2 separate regions of the Rattus norvegicus genome follow, and region 2 is linked to region 1. A link is a contact called in public Hi-C data. All regions are on one chromosome and are shown on one strand. The core of a region is the stretch at or near the end of the contact, and the rest is flanking DNA. Distances in the headings are between cores, read along the strand shown. Region 1 holds the start of Tmem64 (transmembrane protein 64). Region 2 holds the start of Ripk2 (receptor-interacting serine-threonine kinase 2).

Region 1 (5,542 bases), core at 2,953-5,452:
AGTTTAGAATCCCTCAACACGGAGAATTGAGATACTAGTCATGTGGCATCTTTACTTTAAAAGTGAAGTCAAAGCTGGCTTTGGGGACTCACGAATGCAATAGGCAACTTCTTCGCCCATGACCATGCAGCTTGCTCAGGCCAGGAAAAACGAGATCACAAGGGACATGTAAAGCAGAAAACGCAGTTCCTCACTGACAGCAGCCAAATGCAAAGTAATGGCTCTGCCAACCCAAGTTCCAGAGGCAGAACAACCTAAGGCAGTGGGTCCTTCCCCAGAATTAACCTTGACACAACCCATATCAAGCAGAATAAACAAACCTTCCCTTTGGACCACCGAAAACTAGGGTTACCAAAACGGCCTAATTAAGGCTACCATGAATAATCTAGTAAGAAACCGTACAAGTCATCTCAAATGTGTGTCCACTTAGGAGCATGCAAACTGTAAGTTCCGAGATCTCTGTAATGTGCATCGAGACCTGCAGATAGAGGATTTCATCAAAGACACTGTGAGAAAGTCCCAGGAGAAACGATGGGAGAGAAACACCTAAGTACACACCTGAAGAATTTTATTTCTTACAGCTCACGGACCAATACTTTCTATTTGGAGAGTTATCAAGTGTTGTGTGTAAGCTTGCTAATCTCTTTCTAGCGTGCAAGGGAGAATTAAAAAATCATGGTTAATAATTAGAAGCAAGGGAAACCCCCTTTCATCTTCAATATACTCAACTTTTACAAAACTATAACTACCTTGGTCACCAACAATTGTATGGGGCAGGCAAAATAATGCCTTCAAAACATTAGCTTAGTAGACACTCATGACTCTACAGCATTTTGCAAATGAGGAAACAGGGATTTCACATAGGAGGAACCAAGCAAAGACTATTTTCAGAATCTGTGCTTTGTCTGACTTTTATACCTAAGTTCCTCTTTGAGCTAATATTATATTCATGGTCATTGAGAAAATGAGAAATCGTTTTCAAGTGGAGGGGGCGGTACTTTAAAAGACTCGATAAGAAGAAAAGTAGAGAACAAAAGAGTATGTCTGGCTAGGTGCGATTGGCATGAGGTCTAGAGGCACAACGATGATCTAGAAGGCAAAACAGAGAATTCGGGTTCAAGCCAACCTTGCCCCACACTGTGTTTTCTCAATCTCACTGACCCTGAGCAAACACAGCCAACTACGTAGGTTGAAAGGGCCTCTGCTACGAGAAGACAGCCTAGGAGGATGTGGACCAACAGACCATGTCCAGACCTTCACGGCCCATCCTGCTTCTGTTTATGCTTGAGAATTTTACAGCAACACACGCTACCATCAGCTGATTACATGTCTTAACCGCTGCGCTGCCTCTGCCAGGTGACTCTAAAAGTTTCAGGATAATGAGGCGTTGTTGTCTTCTTTCTGAAATGGTAACAATACCCTCTTGCAATAGAATTCTTTCTTCTTTTTCTCCTGATGCAGTTAATGCCAAAATGAAAGGCTCCTGACCCCTGTTAAACTCAACTACAAATTGAGTAACCTCAAACTATTTACAGTAGTATAGTACTTATGAATTTAATATAAAAGAGACATTAGGAAAGGAAAAGGTTGTAATCAATACATATCTTCTCCAGTATCTGTGACTTTATTAGGTAGCAAATATCCCATGAGGAAACAGAGTGGGCTATAGGCTGGGGCGCTATCTAGGCCACAGGTCAAAGTTTGGCTCCACCGCTTCTTTACTTCCCAGGTGACTCTGGGCAAAAACAACAGACAGAGCAACCAGTAGCTAAACAACAAAATGCACACCAGTAGCCCATCAAACAAGACCCAACACTTTCCTCATCTTACAAACGGAAATTAAGGTGCAGAAAGAACAGACATCTTAGCCAAGGTCAGCAGACGCCGAAGACAGCAGGACTGCAGAGTACCAGCTCAGTGTTCCCATCTGCTGTAGGCAACAACTATTTGATTGTACAGTCACTTCTACCGGCTGAGGACGGAAGATCCCTGGAAAAAGTATCTTTCAACACACTACGCAGACAAGAAAAAGATGCTGGCCGTGATCACACTATCGGCATTAAACTCATGTTCCTGGTCATATCTCATAGTCTTGGTTCAGCTGATCTATTAAGGCTGATCACCATGTATGCTCATATTCCAGTGTGAAACAATAAAAGCTGAAGGGCTGAGGCCACACTTACTGCTGTCCCTCACTACTTGCAGTTTCCTTTGATTTGATGGCGAATACCTAGGAATCACAGGTGTGAGCTCTAGTTTGCAGTCACTGAACGTGGGAAAGTCAGTCAGCTGGTCCTTTTCCACAAAAGTCAAGTCAAAGCTGGACACGGGGACCCATGCTGGTCACACAACACTAAGGGAGGTTAAGGCAGGAGAATCACTGCCTGTCTGAGGCCAGCCTGAGCTACACAGTGAGTTCTAGGACAGCCTGGGCTAGAGTGCGGGCCTGTCTTCAAACAAGACATACTTCAGATTAGGTTTCATAATTTGTCCTAAAGCCACAGAGTTCCCATCAAGTGGTCGCTACCTCACCAGCAACATTTCTACCCTTAAATCTGGTGCACCCTCGCTATAGAAACCTACACGGAAGAAGCTAAACCTTACAAGGTAAGAAGAGCCGGTGCTCACTTTGTTTTATGAACCACCCAAGTGACTTCAAAATAGAATTCTAAACAAAGATAAACAGGATCCTCAGCTTTTACACAGTATTACGGCAAACTACTTTTAAGAAGCCTATTGAAAATTTAGGAAACTCCAAGAACTTGGGGTCTCGGCTGTCTCCTCCACTGCTAAAAACAAAAGCGATCCACAGCCCCAATATAGCCAGAAACTTGAATCAAAACCCTGCTCCCAATGTATGCAGGGCAGAGAGAAGCTAGGAAGTCAAGTCTCAAAGTCAAAAAGCTACCAAAGCCGCTTCAGACATGCAATGACAACAGGATACTTTCCTTTGCCTGTCTCCCCCAACCCAAGTTAAATGAGTACTTCACTTTTTCTTATCAAACTCATACACAAACACACGCACCGGGAAAAAAATTAGTTCTTTAGCAGGTCTTTCAAGGGACTGTGTTATATGAATTTGTAGTATAATTTTTTCAGGATGTCATAAAAAACGTCAATGACGCTCTGTTGGGTATCTGTCATACAGAGCGCCTCCTAGGGTGGTCACAAGGGCTCTAAAAGACAAATTTGGAGAGTGATCGAGAAAGAAAGGCCAAGGGGACCACTTACCGAAAACACTGCATTCTGAAGCCCAAAAGGTATGGGAGTCAGCCGGGCCAGCGCCACCACCTTCAGGCCGCTTCCTCCCTCCACGACACGGATAACGGCGCTCAGCTTGTCGCTGCTCTGGATCCTGGCGGCCACCCAGGCGGTGAGCAGCCGCTTGCAGACCACATGAGCAATAAAGGTGCCGATGAGGACGCCCACCACCATGAGCCCCATGCCTAGCACGAAGCCGTACAGGTAGCCGGCCGCCACATTAAGCACGATGTAGCCCCAGCCGCAGGGGAAGGAGACCACGATGAAGCCCACGACGAAGAGCAGGACACCGAGCAGCGAGTCGAGGCTCTCCACCCAGAGCAGGAGGTGCTGCAGGTAGCGGCGGACCAGGGCCAGGGAAGCGAAGCACAGGGCGGCCAGCACGCACACCAGCACGAGGCTCCGGCACCAACAGGTGCTGCCGAGGCAGCAGCAGCGCCAGTTTCTCACCTCGGCCACCCCGACCACCACGCCGCCGCCGCTCCCGGGGCCGCCTGCCAACGCCCCGGCCGGCGCCGGCAAGTCCGAGGCCGCGGGCGGACCGTGGCGCTCCAGATAGGCGCCGAGCAGCGCGCCCGAGGCCGCCGCCGCAGCAGCAGCCGCGCTGGCCCCGCCCCCACGGGGAAGGCGGTCCTCCGAGCAGTCCCCTCCCGCTGTCCGCTCCGGTGCCCAGCGGCCCGGCTGCTCCGCACCGCCCGGCCGACCGGCGTGCTGCAAGGCCCGGGGCAGCGTGTGGAGCAGGCTTCCGCCGGGGTTCCGCATGCCTCGGCCTCAGCCGGCCAGTGTCTCCGCTCCCGCCGCGTCCCCCTGCCTGCCGCCTTCCATGGCACCCCGCACGCCAGGCCTCGGCTCCCTGCGTCCGCTTGCGGGGAGGGAACGGCCGGAGACAGACGGCAGCAGCGGCAGTCGAGACACGGTCCGACCGGGAGTCGGTGGAGTCTGGACCCCGCGCTCGCAGAGCCCGCCCCCTTGGGCCCGAGGGGCGGGGCACGCGCACAGGGGGCGGAGACATAGCTGGGTGGTGGGTCACGCCCCCGTGACGCCGGGCGGGGGCTGCGGTTGAGTGGCGAGGTACCCGCGTCTCTCTGGCAACCGAGTCCTCCGCTGCCAGGGCAGTAGAGTGAGGTGGAGGGAAGCCACGGGAAGCGGAAAGGGGACCCGGGGCTGCGCGCTCCCAGCTTCCACGGGCGCGCGCGTGCCTGCCTGCGTGTCAAAGACCCTTGGCCGCAGCTGCTGGAACTCTTGCCAAGTGCCTCTCTAGTGGTTTCCGATTGACCTCTCCTGCAAACAAGCAGCGTGTCACTCTCATCCAAAGCTGTCTAGCGACTTTAGGGAAGGAGTTCTTGTCTGTTCTGAGGAGGCCAGATGTACAATCCCAGAGATTAAGTCTCCCAGTGGGTTCTAGATAACTTGGTTGTTTAGGAGCCCAGGGGATTGGTTGTGAAGGGCCACTCTTCAGAAAATGTGTCTTCTAGTTCCTAATCCTTTCCTGAGTGCCAAGCACTGTGCTTGGAAAAAGATTCCTCCTCAGAAGACCTTTGTTAAGGGCTTCTGTTACCAGCCCTTTCAGGGCTATGTATAGATTTAAGACTGACATAGTGCTAGGAAAGCAGGATAAGGAATCAAGAATGCTATCTAGAGTTCTTATTTGAGGTAGTAAATAGATGGAAACATTGACCCAAGGAAAATATAATAAATGAGTTTGATGCATGAGAATCGAGATGTCCATATCAAGAGCCAAATGTGGATTCGGTTAGATGTTTGAAAATAGGAATAACAGTGTTGGCATGAATTACCACTCCTAGAAATTTTGACATTGATACACAGGCAACAGTTAAAACCATGGTTATGGATGACTGAATGGTAATAGGTGTGCTAAATATTCTCTGTATTCTCAGTCATGGTAGACTGGCTTTTCTGTTTAGGCCTTGTGTTTGGGTCAGTCTGCACGACATATTCTGCCAAGTGAATTGTGACTAGCTTTTATATGCCTTCGGAAACTTTCCAAAATCCTTTTGCTCTTTGCCATGTCACTTATCAATGTTCCAGAGACTGAGCTCTGCGACTTTTCATCTTGGGAAGGAAGATAGTGAAGAGTAAGAATGCCAGTTAGTTCTTGATGGAAATAGTGAGAAGAAAAACCACTGACATGTGAAAGTGAGATTATCAGGGCAGGTCTTCATTACTTCTGACTGGTGTGAAGAAGGACAGGTCTGAGAAATGAAATTTGTTACTTAGACCCTTGTGAAGAGTCTGGAAGACTACCTCATATTACTTAATA
Region 2 (5,355 bases), core at 1,017-3,516, 960 kb before region 1:
ACACCTCTGTTTTCAAGCTGACCAATGCAAAAAGAGGGGGAAAGGAACCTATCCTATGTCACCAAAACACTCGAACTACCAATCTTCCAAGGGAAAGCAGATTTCAGTATCTATCTCCTCCCTACTTATGATCAGTCTGTTCTTCTGTGTCGAGTGTATGTTTGTGTGTGCTTGTGCATGTGTGTGTGTACTTGTGTGCATGTGTGTGTATGTGTACATGTGCATGTGTATGTATGCGTGTGCATGTCCATGTGAGTGTGCATGTGTGTGTGCAAGTGCATATGTGTGTGTATGTGTGTGCATGGGTGTGCACACATACTATACTTTTAATAAAACTTGATTGCTTGCTATTGCTGTGATTTTTTTTCCCTCTGTCTTTTAATTGTTTAATTGTTGGGGAAAACTGAACTCAATCCATGACCCTGGATGGTAACTAAGTAGAACCCAATACTACTACACTTGACTTGAAACTGGGCTGTTTTTTGAAAAAGTGTGTTATTTTGCAAAATGTTTGTATCTTATTTCTAAATGAGATGTGAATCTCTTAAAGCTGATATTTCCTAAACTAATGTAGTAAGACACAAATAAACTTTATTCACAATAACATTTAGGTATAATTTTGTAGGATTTTAAATAAATGAGTTCAACATATAGGTGTGGTACTTATTTTTGAGGCTAATTTGTCTGTTTTGTTTAAGTGTTTGTCTAGTAAATTCATTTCAATATTAATGTCTTAAGCTTTCTATCATTAACTAGGTGATTATGAAAATTAAATGTATATATTCACAAAAATCCATGTATGTATATACATACATACATACATATATGTACCCATATATTCTTAGTTAAGAATATATACTCATTATATTGAGTTCCTATTTTTAAACTTATATTTTTTATTTATGTGCGTTGCCTACAGAAGCCAGAAGAGGTGGTCAGATTCTCTGGAGCTGGAGAACAGGCAGCTGTGAGCCACTAGATTCGAGTACTAGTAACAAACCTCAGGTCCTGTGGAAGAACAGAAAGCCCTCTTAATGGCTTACCCATGACTCTAGCCCAAGAAAACATAATCTTAGAATGCAGACTTGTAAAAAAAAAAAAACTATTAAGAACTAGTGTGTAGGAAAGGAAATGTCGATGTTGTATACATATTACATTACTAATATAAGGAACACATCACAGATTGCAACATCCTGGTGGGTGTAGGATCATGGAACTATATCGCTCATATGAGATACTTGCCCCAAACGTCGTACTGAACAGTCATTTAAGTAGAAAGGTGTTTAAAGTAAAAAGATGAAATAGTGATGGCTTTTGGTTGTTTGGTTTTTTGCTTTTTGTTTTTGTTTTTGTCTTTGTTTTTCTTCTCGGATAGAAGACTTCCCAAACACAAGAAATGGTTCTATTTTTCAATTTGTGCATAGGCCTTGGGGAATAAAAGGAGAAAGAGTGTCCTGGTAAGAGAGCTTGTCACAGAAGCTAAACACCTCAATTTGTCACACTGACAACGCTGACCTCTCTACCTCACTCCTCAAGTGTCAGACACTGAGTAAAGATTGGGGCAAAGGCAACCACATAGTAACAGCGCAGGAAGTGGGGCCTTAACGAAGTCACCAGACTCCCCAGTCACCCCACACCCTATCGCTTCTGGGGTTTGGAAGCTAAGGAAGACACGCAGGCCAAAGGAAAATCCAGCCGACCCACCTGACACCGGCTTGGAGGACTGCGGAGGGATTTTCCCCAGAGGAAAACTTTTCCAGGCCTCAGTGGTGCCCACTCGGCTGTCGAGGGAGGGAAGCCTCTGACACTCGCCTGGGTTAACCTCATGAGCTGCAGAGGGAGGGAGGAGCGGGCAGAGGGAGGAGCCGGCGAGGGGAGGAGCCGGCGGGGGAGGAGCCGAAGGGGGGAGGAGTCTACAGAGGAAGAGCAGGTCGAGGGAGGAGCCAGCAGATAGTGGAGCCTGCAGAGGGAGAAGCTAGCGAAGAGAGGAGCTTGCAGAGGAGGAGCCAATGGAGGGAGGAGCGGGCGGAAGGTGAAGCCAGAGGACCGACCAGCTGGCGGAGGAGGAGTTGGCGGAGGAGGAGCCCGCGGAGAGAGGAGCTAAAGAAGGGAGGAGCCGGCGGAGGAGGGGCCGGCGGAGGGAGGGGTCGGGGTAGGAGTCGAAGGCTGAGGAGCTGGTGAAGGTAAGAGCCCGGCCTAGAAAAGCCGGCGGAGGGAGGAACCCACGGAACCCAGGAGGAGGGCGGAGGAAGGTCCGCCTCGGCGCGGCCGCAGACCCGACGGGCTCCCAGGGACAGCCGGCCGGGCCGGAACTGCAGAGAATGGGCCGCCCCGGGACCTAGCGCACCGCAGCACGGGCCGCGGCCAGGGTCGGGCGGAGCCGCTGCGCAGCTGGAGCCATGAACGGGGACGCCATCTGCAGCGCGCTGCCCCACATCCCCTACCACAAGCTCGCCGACCTGCACTACCTCAGCCGCGGCGCCTCAGGCACCGTCTCGTCGGCAAGACACGCGGACTGGCGGGTGCGGGTGGCAGTGAAGCACCTGCACATTCACACGCCGCTGCTCGACAGGTAGGGCGCGGACGTGGGACCCCACGCAAGTGCGGGCCGACGCGTTATCATCCTGACCGCACTGATGGTGATGCGCCGGCTCCGCCGCGGCGAGTCCTTAAGTTTTTGGGCTATCCTGGCCCAAGAGAGAAATTGTCCTGGACCTGCGTCAGACTTCGCAACTCGCCTCTCCACCGCCCTGCCTCTCCTCCCATCCAAGGTGTTCTTTCTCTCTCTCTCTCTCCAGAACCCTGCAATCACGGCCACCTCTAAAAGTGTGTTGGTACAGTGCTTGTGGGCTTTGCTCTATTTTAGCTAGCTGTTAGTCACAAGAGCTGTGGGGCTCTGGCAACTGCTCTTCGAAACGAAGTACTAAGCAGTGAGTGCAAAATACACACCGGATTTTGAACATTTAGCGCCTGTGTGTGTGTGTGTGTGTGTGTGTGTGTGTGTGTGTGTGTGTGTGTGTGTGTAGTTTTTGTATTGATTAAACGTCAAAATATTTTTCTAGGGTTTTATGTGTGTTTCACTCCATAGTTTTATTGAGCAGTGCTGCTCCTGAGCCTGCGTATTATGTCTTGGTTTGGTTGGATTTTGGTTGGTTTTGTTTTGTTTGTGGTTTATTACGTGCACTCATGAATTTCGGATATCAAATTCTACATTACCAGTTGTTATTCGAGCTCTTGCTTTGGAAGTCCCCAAAGGAAGTGTGCTCTGTTTTTGTAACAGTAAGATGAATCAAAAGCTATTAAATGGTCAAAACTTGTGAAGATTGAAAACAAATTTGACCATCCCTTGTCCTGGCATTATTTGGATCCAGCTCCCATATATTCAGAAGAAGAAGAAAAAAAAAAAAAGCATTGGTTTCTGTTTCCAGGAAAACATTACAACTAAATACCATAGATCTGTGACTGTATGTGTTAGTCAATGGGTCTAGTCAGAACTCTTCGTATTTTTCTTCCATCAGAAACTGAGCCGGACCTTCATTCAGTCCTTAGTGCACTTGCTAACACTGGTGGTTGCAGTGTTCTCTTCTCCTGGATCTAGTGTGGAAATACAGATATCATAGTGGCCCTATTGGTCAGAGGCCATTAATGCTGGGTATCAGGGCAGTTCCAGCATCAAATAATTCTCTTGCTTCAGCCCTGATAAAATGTTAGACTTTCATCTGCCTGTGCTCTTTTTTTCCATTATTGGCAAGATCACATTGTAGTAGTCAATGGAGCCAGTGCTCTGTGTGTGTGTGTGTGCGTGTGTGTGTGTGTGCGCGCGCACATGCATGAACACACAGTAGTCAACATTAAAAGGGAGGTTGGTTAGGAATCAAGCAAATAGTCTATGCAAATGTAGCACTAATAGACCACTATCTATACTAAAGCTAGTTGATTTTTCTTACTTTGGTTTCTGCTTTTCAAGGCTTAAATTTACCTAAGCTTTGTTTGTGTCATTTGTAGGCCGAGGGATAAAGATGGGAAAAAAGTTGTTGCTTTCCCAAATTCGCCAACCACTTCATAGTATAATTCCGTTGAATTAGATAGGAAAATACCTTTATAAGACCAACAAAACCCCCTTGCCCTACTGCATTGCACTCTTTTATCTTGCTGTCTAAGATCTTTCCATGAGCACAGGCCTAGGATTATGCAATTGACTCTGAGGGTATCTTACTTCCTCACCTATAAAATATGAATAATAAACACTATACATATACTTGTGGTGCTCTGGTGTGGATAATGTACCCATTGTTCTTTAAGATTACCTGAAAAGAAAATAAGTTTATGTGACGTTACATGTTATTTTAACAATTAGTGAGTCACTCTCCGTAGCCAATGAGTGGGACTTCCATAGCAATCTTCCCGCTTTAGTGAACTGCTGACTCCTGTTGGCTGTTCAAGTACCCTAGAGATGGATAGCTGTTTCCTATTGAAATTTTGAGTTGGGTAATTTTAGTGATATAATTATTGAAGCTATATTTTAAAAATCTTTTGCTTTTATTTTCCCCCTCAATCTTGTTGAAATCTAACCTCACAAACCATCTGATTTGCTTTTCTCATCAAACAGTAGACTAGGAAAAACAGACTTTACCAGAGCTACAATTTAAATGTGACTTAAAACCTGTCGCTTTGTGTTGTGGTCACCAAAGGATCATTCGTTTTTCTAACTGTAGATGCCCCATATGTAAAATGGAGATAATGAAACCAGCTCTAGAGAGTTGCCCAGGGTTTAGAGTGCATATAAAATGGCTGACAAGGAGGACGAATACATCATACCTTTTCTTGTGTATATGTACATGCATGTGTATATACACGTAGGGGATGCATGTGCTGCTCCACATGCATGATGTATAAGCCAGGGGTCAACCTCAGGTGTTGTTCCTCAAGACCACCTCAGGACCACCATTTAGTGTGAGAGTGTATGTGTGTGTGTGTGTGTGTGTGTGTGTGTGTGTGTGTGTGTGTGTGTGTTTAATGTTTTGGAGTGTTCATTATTGTTGGCTTTTTTGTCTGTATTAGGAATTAAACTCAGAGTCTCCGGCTTGTATGACAATCACTTTACCGACTGTGCTGTCTCCTAATCCCTTATTTCATACTTTGGACAGAAAGAGGAAAGGTTATTTTATATGTATGTGTCACTGGAACTTCTACACTGTGCCCTCTCATTTCAAGTGTCCAGGGATCTTTGGGTTCATCCTGTAAGGCACTACACAGCAACTGTCTTGTTGACCCATATCTCTTGGGGCAAACACAGAACTTGAGAAATTGAAGTTTAATTGGATGAGCTTCACAGACTGATAGAACTGGTTTCTT

What was found. Hi-C and Micro-C count contacts between places; a contact is called where the count stands out from the background.
Region 2: a contact with region 1 is called in a Hi-C map of liver, with 4 times the contacts expected there. The contact joins the promoter of Ripk2 here to the promoter of Tmem64 in region 1. A contact is called at or near these places in 2 of 12 Hi-C or Micro-C datasets (liver and mammary epithelial cells).

What each region holds. Positions count from the first base shown.
Region 1 is chr5:33,494,692-33,500,233 of GRCr8, reverse strand. It overlaps Tmem64 (transmembrane protein 64), which reads right to left and starts at 4,202. Exons shown (of 3, transcript NM_001399333.1): 1 at 3,232-4,202. The coding sequence starts at 4,023. LOC134478938 (a long non-coding RNA gene) reads left to right here and starts at 4,309. Exons shown (of 2, transcript XR_010051713.1): 1 at 4,309-5,542.
Region 2 is chr5:34,456,574-34,461,928 of GRCr8, reverse strand. It overlaps Ripk2 (receptor-interacting serine-threonine kinase 2), which reads left to right and starts at 2,266. Exons shown (of 11, transcript NM_001191865.1): 1 at 2,266-2,572. The coding sequence starts at 2,400. It overlaps LOC120102838 (a long non-coding RNA gene), which reads right to left and starts at 1,853. Exons shown (of 3, transcript XR_010051714.1): 1 at 1,705-1,853.